2 separate regions of the Mus musculus genome follow, and region 2 is linked to region 1. The links are chromatin contacts, called in public HiChIP or PLAC-seq maps. All regions are on one chromosome and are shown on one strand. The core of a region is the stretch at or near the end of the contact, and the rest is flanking DNA. Distances in the headings are between cores, read along the strand shown.

The links. HiChIP or PLAC-seq counts read pairs in DNA pulled down with a chosen protein or histone mark.
Region 2: an H3K27ac HiChIP or PLAC-seq map of bone marrow-derived dendritic cells shows a contact between it and region 1, with 2.6 times the contacts expected there. The contact joins the promoter of Anxa4 here to the promoter of 2310040G24Rik in region 1. A contact is called at or near these places in 5 of 115 datasets of contacts at active chromatin or transcription factors (bone marrow-derived dendritic cells, bone marrow-derived macrophages, embryonic stem cells and 2 more).

Annotation. Positions count from the first base shown.
Region 1 is chr6:86,484,903-86,491,010 of GRCm38.p6, reverse strand. It overlaps 2310040G24Rik (RIKEN cDNA 2310040G24 gene), which reads left to right and starts at 2,784. Exons shown (of 2, transcript NR_040293.1): 1 at 2,784-3,009.
Region 2 is chr6:86,789,894-86,796,001 of GRCm38.p6, reverse strand. Anxa4 (annexin A4) reads left to right here and starts at 2,418. Exons shown (of 13, transcript NM_013471.2): 1 at 2,418-2,493.

The DNA of each region.
Region 1 (6,108 bases), core at 1,535-4,034:
GATTAACACAGTACTGACAGCATTGTCTTTCATCATCCCAGACACTCTGCTGAGCAGGTTAGCACCTGCATTTCCCATGTGGACGAACTGAATCTTAGAAATGTTGTTCGTGGGGTTACAGAGAGGCTCAGTAGTTAACAGCACTGGGTGCCATTCAGCTCTCCACACCCAGGTCTGCAGTGCAAAAGAATCCGTAAGTGTAGTTCCAGTGGATCCGTCACCCTCTTTCAGCTTCCTGTTTCATGAATAGGAAAATATTTTTGAGACAGGGTCTTCTTATGAGCGCCTGACTCACCAGCAAAGCAGATGCCACAACAGGATCCTTCTGCACACGTTTATCGGGAGAGCTTGATTGCAGAGGCGAAAAAGAGCCCAGAACTGGTGCTGCTTATATAGGCCTAGGAGAGGCGTGTCTCACACCCGGATTGGTTATGCTTTCTACCTCATTTGCATGTCCCACATCCTATTGATTATACTCTCTCAGTACCTCACAAAACCTCATTAACATACCTCATTTGCATGTCTCACATCTGATTGGTTATACTCTCAAAACCTTATTATCATGCCCGGGCCAGGCAGTGTCTTGGCAAGAAACTTTACTGCATATGTACACATTGGTTGTTTCCCAAACTTATGCATGGTGGCCAGTGGTAGCCAGCGCCACCCTGCAACGGCACATGTGGCTCACTATGTAATGTTAGAACTATGTATGCCTGGGACTATGTGGGTCTTGAGGTCACAGAATATCTCCTGTCCCTGCCTCTCTGTGATTAAAACTCTGTGATTAAAGGTGTGCACCACTAGAGTGAGCAGATACATCAGGCTGAGGTAAGTTCCCCCTCTTAGGGGTGGCAGAGGCTCAGGTCTCTGTTAGGCTTCCTCTTTTGGAAGCAGAACTTGCTGAGCCCAGGAAGGGTGTATTCCAGGACCCTGTTGCTCTGTTAGCAGCTGAGCCCTGGAACCAGTGCTGTACAGTCGGTGCAGTACCTGCCTGGTGAAGGTAGCATTAAACAACCAGGGCAAAAGGGGATGGGGAGAACATGATAGCTCACTGGGTAACAGACCCTGACACCAAGCCTTCAAAAAAAGGAGGCAGAGCCGTGCAAATGTCTGTGAGTTCAAGACCAGCCTTGGTTGCATAGTAAGTTCAGGTCAGTCAGGGTTACATGTAATGTGTTCCTATCTAAATAAAAAAATATTGATCTTTAAAATGGCTAGTTGAAATTAAAAACAAAACAAAACAGGGCTAGCAAGGTGGCTCAGTGTCAAGGGACTTGCTGAGCATGCCTGGAGAGCTGAACTCAGCCCCCGGACGGCATGTAAAGGGGGGAGAACCGACCCAGAGTTATTCTCTGGCCCCTACATGTGTTGGTACCCACCCACAATAATAAATCATTTTTATTATTTTGTCTATTTTTAAAAAGAATTTATTTATCTTATTTATATGAGTATACTGTAGCCTTCTTCAGACACACACCAGAAGAGGGCACCAGATCCCCATTATAGATGATTGTGAGCCACCATGTGGTTGCTGGGAATTGAACTCAGGACCTCTGGAAGAGCAGGTGGTGCTCTCAACCTCTGAGCCATCTCTTCAGCCCCTTATTTTGTCTATTTATTTTGTTTTTTTAAGACAGGGTTTCTCTGTATAGTCCTGGGTATCCTGGAACTCACTCTGTCAACCAGGCTGGTCTTGAACTCAGAGCTCTGCCTCTCTGCCTTGTGACTGACAGGAGAGTGCTGGGGTTAAAGTCCTATGCCTCCTTGTCCCTCTGTTTTGTTTTAGTTTCTTATTTAAATTTATTTATTTAATTATTTATTTGGTTTTTCTAGACAGAGTTTCTCTGTATATCCCTGGCTGTCCTGGAACTCACTTTGTAGACCAGGCTGGCCTCAAACTCAGAAATCCGCCTGCCTCTGCTTCCCAAGTGCTGGGATTAAAGGCATGCGCCACCATGCCCGGCCTAAAATTATTTATTTTTAAACTGGGGCATGTCTTTAACCCCAGCACTTGGGAGGCAGAGGCAGGCAGATCTCTGTGAGTTCCAGGACAGCCTGGTCTACAGAGTGAATTCCAGGTCAGCCAGGGCTAAACAGAGAAACCCTGTCTTGAAAAACCAAATCAAATCAAACTAAACCAAACTAAACCAAAACAAACAAACAAACAAACCCAACAACAGCAACCTCAGCAAACCCCAGCAAGATGAAAAAAAGGAAATAAAACAAAATGAAGGAGCTAGAGAGATGGCTCAGTGGTTAGGAACCATCCTCTGCTCTTCCAGAGGTCCTGAGTTCAATTCCCAACAACCACATGGTGGCTCACAACCGTCATCTGTAAAGTGATCAGATGTCCTCTCCTGGTGTAACTCAATACAGCTACAATGTACTGATATACAAATAATAATAATAATAAATAAATAATTCTTTTAAAAATATGAAGAACTCAGAAATGAAATATGGGGCAAGGCCCACATCCTATCCTAGGGCTCCAATGCTCTAGGCCAGAGCAATAAACGAAAGTCCACCTCCTGGAACCCAGGGGCTCTTCCTTGGATTGTTTGCTATTTGGGGACTGGCTCAACAACCAATGGTTTGATAAGAGGTGGATAGGGCATTGTGAGGGACAGTCAGGCTGGTGCTTTGACCTGGCAAGGTGACAAGTGAGTCCCACAGGATCCCTTAGTCAAGGTAGTTTGGCAGCAGAGCCTGCAGAGGACAGCCAGAGAGAGCAGGTGCCTTTGAGACGCTGCAGTCGCTGCCAAGCAAACTCTATCTTTTCTGCTGCCGTCCCTGGGGAGGGAAGCCAGTGGTTAGCAGACAGGACTTCTGTCTGTCCCTTTACATGGGCACACAGTAACCAAGCAATTACAAAGGATTGTTAAACTGTGCAGCAGATGGAAGAAGAGGAAGCTAAGGCAGCGTCTCTCCTTACTAAGAATAAAACTGGAAGCGTGAGAGAGGCTCAGCTAACCAAGTTTCTGCAAGAGGAGGCGTTCAGGGCCCAAGCAGGTCAGCACGTGGTCCAGGTTGGTGCTCCTGTAAGGAGAAAGTCGGGATGAGTGAGGCCAGAGCCTGCAGGGAGCCCGTCTGGCCAAGAATCACTATGGGGTGCTCTGGCTGCGGGTTGGCGGCAGGCATCTTGCAGGCCTGTGATGCAAGACCAGGAAACAAAGGGATTGGGACACCGGTGGCCTCCGTCCTCACTAAAGCTACTTGGTAAGAGCTAAGAGCAGAAGGCAGGGGGCAGAGTGCCCGCCTGCAAACTAAAGTAAACACCACAACTTCGTGTGGTGTGCCTGAGAAACTGGATGGTGTGTGAGCTATATCACTGTGTGATGTGCGCCTGCAGGCAGTGTTTGTGTGTGTACTCTGTTGTGGGGCCTCACGGAGGGTGTGCAGGCACTGCATGTTTGCCATGAGGCCCTCTTCGTGCTCACAGAGGGACAGTGGGGGCGGAGGAAGAGGGGTTCCCAACGCTCCCTGAGTAAACACGGTAGTACAAAGCCAGACCAGCACGCTCTGTGCAGTAAGTCTGGGACCTAGCAACTCCGCCTTAAGCAGACAAAGACGTTTGCGCCTGCGCTGTGCCCTCCCAGGCCCGCCCCAGCTCAGCAACCTCCTTTCCTCCATGCCCATTTGTTGCTCACTTCCCTTTTCTTGCTCTTGCCTCTACCTCCAGGAATTTGCCCAGTCAACATAGTGTGTGTAAGCAGGAGCTTGGATACTCGTCCTTGCTCAGGCGCGTCTTGCTTAGCCCAGTGTTTTATCTATGTTGTAACATTTGATAAGAGCATTCCTTAAAAAACAAACAAACAAACAAATATATAGTGGCAAACCTCCTGATGTGGGCACAGGCCAGAAATCCCAGCACTTGGGAAGTGGAGACAGGCAGATATAAAGTTTACATTTCTGCTCCAGAAGTTGAGGGCCAGATCCTTTCTTAAAAGGCAAAAAAGGGTGGTTGGTGAGATAGCTCAGGGGTTAAGAGCACTGACTGCTCTTCCGGAGGTTGTGAGTTTAAATCCCAGCAAGGACATGGTGGCTCACAACCACCCGTAATGAGATCTGAAGATAGCTACAGTGTACTTACATATAATAAATAAATAAAATCTTTTAAAAAAAAAGGTAAACAAAGTAAAAGGAAGGCTGAGGGATAAGAGAAGAGCCCTCGGTTTAATTCCCTGTGTGGAAAAGAAATAAGTGAATAAATAGATAATGTAAAAACAAAAGATCCTTTCCTTTGGGCTACCAAGGTGGCTCTGTAGCAGAACTACAAGCCAGAGAACCTGAGTTCGATCCCAGGAGCTCCTGTAAGGGAAAATGCATGAAGTCATGTTTCGCATTCCTGCAGTCGCATGCACTCATATACACACCCTCATCCACACTCAATAATGAGAATGGCAAAAATAAAGTTATTTTTAAAATATTTTACTTGATGCTCCAAAACTTATTTTAACATGTAACTAATTTACATGCAAAACCAACTTGGCACGTGTTCTTTATCTTTTGTACTTGGTTCAGTAAAATCAGGCTGGCCACATTTCAAGTGCTCAGTGACCATGTGTGCATGCGAACTGGACTGAACAGGGCTGGAGCCTAGAATGTGGATGCTGGACAGATCTGGAATCCTAACTCACATATATTCCTCAGTCCCTTACTAGGCTGTGTGACCCTGCAAGTTACAGCCTCCTCCCCCTCCTCCTCCTCCTCCTCCTCCTTCTTCTTCTTCTTCCTTTCTTTTTCTCTTTACTTACTTTTTTATGTCTAAAGACTAGCATGGTCTCAATTCACTGAGTCTCGAATAATTCATCAGGATAGGTGGCTTAGTCAAGCGTAACAAAGGCTCTGTCCTTCCAGGGCTGATGGAAACCCTGCCAAGGGTTTGAGCAGCTGTGGCAGGAACTGGAACCCGGATGGAGTTTCTTTGGATGGAGACTCCAGTAGAGGCCACAGTAACCCATCCTGCCTTCATAAGTCCAAGGATGGAAAAGAACGCCGGCCCCCCCCCCCCTTTTCTTTGCTTCTCTCTTTTTGTATGGTACTGGGAACTGAAGCCAGGGCTTTGGACATGCTGGGTAAGCACTCTACACGCGCCTGTCCGCCCACCTATTTCTTGTTACTTTGTTGTTTGTTTGCTTTTGAGACAAGGGCTCAAGTATCCCAGGCTAGTTTCAAACCTACCACGTAGCTGAGAATGACTGTGAACTCTTGGTCCTCCTGCCTCCACTTCCAAAATACTGAGACTACAAGTGTGCACCACGACGCCAGGCTTATGCAGTGAACTCTGCCAATGATGTTGCATCTTCAGCTGCTTCCATGTTTTGATCAACAAAATGGAAATAATACTCACTTTATAGGGCAAATCTGAGGGTAACCGCCTGAAGCACTTTGTAGACCAGGCTGGCCTCAAACTCAGAAATCTGCCTGCCTCTGCCTCCCAAGTGCTGGGACTAAAGGCGTGCGCCACCACCGCCCAGCAATGCCTTTTCTTTTTAATGACTTATTTAATTTTATGTGCATTGGTATTTTGCTTGCATGTATGTCTGTGTGAGGGTATCTGATCGCCTGGAACTGGAGTTACAGAGAGTTGTGAGCTTCCATGTGAATGCTAGGAATTAAACCTGGGTTTTCTGGAAGAACATTTACTTGGTAGGGTGCTTGCCTGGCATATCCAAGCCCAAGGTTCAGTTCCCAGCCCTAAAAAACTGAAAGGGAGGGGGCTGGAGAGATGGTTCAGCACTTAAGAGCACTGACTGCTCTTCTGGAGGTCCTGAGTTCAAATCCTAGCAACCACATGGTGGCATTACAACCATGAGTTCTGATGCCCTCTTCTGGAGTGTCTGAAGACAGCTACAGTGTGCTTACATATAATAAATAAATCATTGGTGGGAGCAAGCAGGGCCAGAGTGAGAAGAAAAAAAAAAGAAAGAAAGAAAAAAAATTGAAAGGGAGAAAGGTTGAGAATCCTAGGAATTGGAAAGACTTATAGGAATGAAATCCATGTGACAAGCAAGTTGGCCTAAAGGACACCTTCTAGTTTGCCCTGAGAGACAGGACCCAACTCTTCTTCTTCTTCTTTTTCTTTTTCTTTTCTTTTTTTTTTTTTTT
Region 2 (6,108 bases), core at 1,169-3,668, 310 kb before region 1:
CACCTAGTTCTCCTCTCTTACTTCTCCCCCTCTCTCCACATGGCTCAGGGTCCTGTCCACTCTGACACTGGCTATGCTCTCCCACATACCATACCTATAATAAACTTACTCCTCCACCATACCTAGGAGCTGTCATGTTCTTTCCTTATTATTTTTTCTTTTCCTTTTTCTTTTATTTTTTTCATTCATCTGCTACTGAAACCTGGGCGTGACATAGATGAGTTCCCTCCCCTAAGGAACTCCTCCCAATCAAGCCTGCTGCTGATCTGACTCTCCTAAGGTATGCCATCCAGGAGGGTGCCTGACACAGGTCGGGACAGGCAGGATGCAGTGAGAACATGGCAGCCAGCGTCTGTTAAGTAACTTGGCCATTTGTTCTGGGCTTGAAATCTAACAGATATGTGTATTTATTTTGGTATTTAAAAATGTGTATGGGTGTTTTTGTCTGTATGCATGCATGCCTGTGCACCACTTGCATGCCTGATGCCCATGGAGACCAGAGGAGATTGTTAGATCTCTTGGAACTGGAGTTAAAGATGGTTGTGAACCACCATGTGGGTGCTGGGAATTGAACCTGGGATCCTCTAGAAGAGCAGTCTGTGCTCTTTTCATTCATTTATATATATATATTCTTCGAGACAGGGCTTTTCTGTGTAGCCCTGGCTGTCCTGGAACTCACTCTGTAGACCAGGCTGACCTTGAACTCAGAAATCTGCCTGCCTCTGCCTCCCAAGGGCTGGGATCAAAGGCGTGCGCCACCACTGCCTGGCGCTCTTCTCATATTTATAAAAAAATTATTGTTTTACTTTATGTATACAAGTACTTTGTCTGCAAGTGTGCAGGTACATCATGTGTGTGCCTGGTGGTGCCTAATTTTGATATCTTTAGTGTGAAGTCTGAGTCCTTAAGTTGAACAGCTCTATTCATTGTTTTGTCGCTCTGGGTTAGATCAGGTCCCCAGAAGTAAGACAAGATGCAGATGCCCTGTTAGTGCACTCCTGGGCATTCCCAGGAGAGCCTGCCATCTGTTGGAAGAAGTCGCATGTCACCTGTCAGAGCTCAGAAAGAGTCAAGACTCCTACTGGAGGTCAGCCCTTCCCTGATCCCAGACCTCAGATCCCAGATGAGCCTGGGTCAGATGGAGTCCTGGCCTTTGTTTCCCATAAAAGACTCAGGTGGGGACTAGCACTGAGTCTTCCCCGAAGACAGGTCTTCAATTCCCAGCAGCCAAGGGATCCTATGCTGGTGTGTAGACATACAGACAGACAAAAATCTGTACACATAAAATAAGTAAAATGCACACGTATTTATATGTAATAGTAAAAGCCTCTGTCTGTGGCTTCCCTACCTGGGCTAGGGCAGACTTTGGGAGAAGTGACATCAGAGGCCTGTGGCCTGGTTGCACTTGCTATAAAGATCAGCTTAGCTGTGGGCTAACTACAGTTCCTAGACACTAACCTTTATCCACCCCCCACCCCACCTCCCCTGCATGTAATTACTTTTAAAAGGATACAATAGTCTTGAATCTTCATTTTGTCCTTCCTATTACCATGATTAATTTTGTCTTCCCTTGTGGAAGCTTAGAAACATATAGACTTTGGAACATGAAAAAACAGGCCCAAGTCTAGATCAGCCTTCCTCCTCCTGACCCCCTCAGCCTTCCTCCTCCTGACCACACAATAAGCCACCTCCTCTAGCTACAGTTGCTGATACAATTTAAAATAATGACCACCTAGGTTTTGGTTGGCTAGAGAGCAAACACTGCCCAAAGCGACCCATTCTTTGTTAAATGAAATTGGAGGTTGCCTGTGGAGCCTCTGTTGCCTGCACCTGCCTCTGTTCTTCAAGCATTCATTATCCTTGTAGCAAGAGGCATGTGCCTCCGTGTCCAGCAAGGAGCCAGAACCAGGCTGGCTAGCAACCAAGAAATGCTTCAGTTGGAAGTTTAGTGGGAAACCCAGAGTTGCTTCTAACCCCGGTCCCAACGGTGACCTGTACCTGTCTCCGAGAACCCTTCCCCTGACTTTGAGGATTGCATCTGTCTTCTTTAAGGGAGGCGTGCAACTGCTGAGAATTTTCTGGAACGTATGTTATAATGTGAAAGGAGGACATGGACTGTGTCCTCAGATGTCACGTTCTGATTTTTCAAGTTACACTCTAGACTGGAGCGCCGAGGCCCCAAGTACGTTGTGCGACCCCAGCAGGACGCGAGGCTGAGACCCTGGGAGTCTGGTTGTGCAGGGTCAGGGTCCTGAGTGGGCTCGCTGTCCTCAGTGGGGTTAAAGGCCGAGTGCGTGATCTGCCTCAGGCCCCTCCTGGTGCTGGGGGCGATTCTCGTGCTCTAGCTGCGCTTCTCCGGGGAGGGACTTTCCTGTGGGCAAAGGGACAACCAGGAACTTGGGCTCAGTCTCCACCCCGAGACTGGGCGGGTCCTATCGGCCGGGACGAGGGTGTGGCATTCGCCGTAGTCTAGAGCCTTTCTCCGCACCAGAGGTAAGGGGCTTAGGGCAGTGGTCCGGACCTCCGCCGCGGGCTCTGGGGTCTGGGTGTGGGTCCTAGGCTCCGGGCAGGTGTCCTAGGCTCGGACCTGGAGATCTAGACTTCATTTGGGGAATCCTAGGCTGGGTCGCAGCTGGGGCCTGGAAACCTGAACTTAACCTCGGGATCCTGGGCTCGCCCGCTGTCCTAGGCTTGGACCTGGGAATCTTGGGCTCCTGCCGGTTGTCCTAGACTGTGGCTGGGGATCTTGGGCTCAGGGACCGGGTGCTGTGACCAGAGGCGGGTTCTTTGGGCCACTTGGCTCCGCGCCCTGGAAGCGTGAGGTCCCGGACCGGAGCAGCCACCTGGGAAACGTGGGGAGGAGCAGGCAGTGCCGCACGGTGCACAGCACTCCTGCAGTCCTTTGCTGAGTCAAAGCCCCCCCGGGACTCCGCACTGAGGATAAGCCACTGAGTTAACATTCTCTGAAGCTCACTCCAGCACTACTTGTGTTGCCTTTTCTTTTTGCAAGTAAGTTTGCTTTCTCGTCTTCTTAGGGCGCTCCTCGCCTCTCTTGTAGCGAACGGTCTCCACACAGTGCCTGGCGCCCAGGAATCATCTTATTCTTAGTTTTTATTCTGTGTCTGCCTGTGTCTACATTTTAACTTAGTCCTCGGTGCTTTGACCAGTTGGAGACTTTGGCGCCTAAGACAATTGGCGGTTTAACACTTTGCTGGCTCAATGTGCACCTCAAGGGTATGAAAGCCTCCATTTACTGGAGGAGCACTCTGGGCCTTAAGCAACTGCGCCTTTCATTAAAACTGGGCACTTTAGTGGATGGTGGAAGGATGGATAGGATGGCCGGTTGTTACCTATCCCTCTGCCCATCATTCCCAGACTCACTGTTTCCTTAGGTGGGAAGCAACTCCATTTATGGCCGTGAGTCCCTAGAGAACGGAGGAGAGAAGAACAAGAAGAGAGGACCAGGCATATATTCAGTTGATAGCGTGCCCCCAGCACACCAGAAGCCTTGGGTTTTATCCTTGGCTCCAAATAAATCAGGTGTACGTTTGCCTTTGAGGACAGTTTGGAGAAAATGACAGTCCCAACCCAAGCAACACCCTTTTGGAAGCTTCCCGTTTTAGATTTAAAAGGAATAGAATCTCATACTTCAGGACAATCGGTAGTTCAGGGTAATATTGGAGGGTAGTCTGGACTATTCGAGATCTGGCCTTCAAAAAAAGAAAGACCCAGCCAACAAAAAACCAAAACCAACACAAGAGTAGTAGGTAGGGGCTGGAGGTCTTGGTTCAAGAACACTCGATGCTCCCAGTACCCACTCCAGATGGCTCCCAACTGCCTGAAGCTCCAGATCCAGGGTGTCTGACACCCCATTGTGGGCTTGGAGAACACACACACACACACACACACACACACACAATTAATTAATTTAATGCTTTTGTAAAGAGTGTGCAGGAGAGGTTGAAAACTAGATTGAGATTACCACAGCCACTTGAGAGCCACTAACTTCAGTGATGGCCATTTTGCCAAAGCCAGTCAACTCAGCTTTCTGTTGATTTCAGGGCACACACACACACACACACACACACACACATGTACACTCACCCAGTGGTCCTAGAGACACAGAGCTATTAGGGAAAGGGTGATGATTTCCTCCTAGCTGGAGTCCCTGCTTTGGTCAGGGATCTTCTTTTTCTCTGAAAGCAGTCTGGAGATTAACAGGTCAAGCTGTGCCTGCCAGCCATCAGTACCCACAGGGTGAGCCTCTTGGTCCTCCCTCAGCCATCAGTGCCCACAGGGCAAGCCTCTTGGTCCTACAGCCCTACATCCCAGGGCACATTGCTTTGTCTGTGACCAGCCAATCCTTTCTTTTCCTGATCTTGCTTGCATAGTTGTAGGCTACCCTGATCCTCTCCAAGAGAGAGCAAGGTGAGGGGTCTGCACTGGAGATGGGTCATGTGTCAGGGAATGGGGGAAGCTACAGAGTGAGTAAGCAGATTTTTCTTTAAGTGTCAGTTTCACCCAATTACTCAACTAAAACCATGTTTTACATTTAAATTGTAGGGAAAATTGGGAGGAGAGCCCTTAAAAGTGTATTCTTTATTTTATCTTCGAATTTGAGATAGGGTCTAAGGTAGCCCAGGCTGGCCTCAAACTTCCTGTATAGCCAAGGATGTACTCGAACTTCTGATCCTATTGTCTCTGCTCCTGAATGCTGGGATTATAGATTATAGATTATTATAGATTATAGATGTAAGGAACCATGCCTAAGCTTATGGAGTGCAGAGGATCCAACCCAGGGCCTTGTGCAGGCTAGGTAACTCTCCCAACTGAGCTACGTCTCTAGCCACCAAAATTACATACCTTTTAAGCTTTTTTTTTCAAAGAGGTGTTGCTTGGGTTTGGGGCTGCCATTTTCTCCAAACCTTGGTGGTTTGTTCTCTTGCAGTATGGAGGGAGTTTAACAGGCACTGAGATGGTCTCCTCAGAGTGTCTTTGAGTAGTGATCAGCTTAATCACATTATTCTAATTCTCCTCAGCCTGGAATGGGCTCATAACCTGGTCCAGTTGAAGATGCAAGGCTTCAAGTCCCGGCCCTCCAAAGTGAGGTGAGGCTCAAGTCCAACTGAGACTCTGGACTTGGTTCACAGTGAGCTGTGGATTCCTGGCTTCTTAACAGAGTCTTGATCTGTGTTTTTCTTTTTGCTTCAACGTTCTCCGTGGCAACGTGCCATGTGAAATAGAGTTGACCGAGGTAGAGCCGGGATGAGAATGTAACTCTGCTGGTAGATTGCTTGCCTAAGATCACAAGACCAGTGGTTCAATCCCCAGCATCCCCTGCCTCAACAGAAACCTGAAGCTTTTTTGATCAGAAAAGGGAAGCTGTAGTGTGTGCGTGTGGGGGTAGGAATCAATGGCTCTTAAATTCCTGAAGGGCTTGGCATGTGGGCTTGGGAATGAGTAACTCCTTATGATAACGGGTATTTGCTCATTGAACTTGAGAAAGTGGCTTTTGGGACGCATAGGGAGGGTGTTAGAGCTGCTGAGAGTTCTCACTGCAGAAAAGGCCTGGGCAGAGGCTCTGTAGAACTGTACTGATAAAGCTATAAAAGATTCCTAATACTTCCTCAAACGTCAGGGTTCATCAAGCTCCCCTAGAAAGTCTAAATACTACTTAGATCCTTGCCCCATTCTTGTTTGCCTGTTTCTAAGACAACAGCCCTGACTCTCCTGGAACTCACTATGCAGACCAGGTTGACCTAGAACTCATAGAGATCTGGCAGCCTCTGCCTCCTTAGTGTTGTGGTTCAAGGCATGTGCCACCACACCTGGCTCTTGCACCATTCTTTTTTTTTTTTTTTTTTTTTTTGAGCGGTTCTTACCGTGTAACCCAGGCTAACTTGGAGTTTGACATCCTTCTGTCCCAGCCTCTGTGTCCTGGTTTTACTTAACTGCAGGTGTGCACCATCATGCTCTGCAGGTCACTGTCCCGGATTCTGATCCAGTGTGATGAACTGGGATCCCAGGACCTGCATGTTTAAAGGTTTTACCAGGACTTCACTGTGAGGAAGCAGACCTTACAAACTCACAAACGAACACACTTGCTAA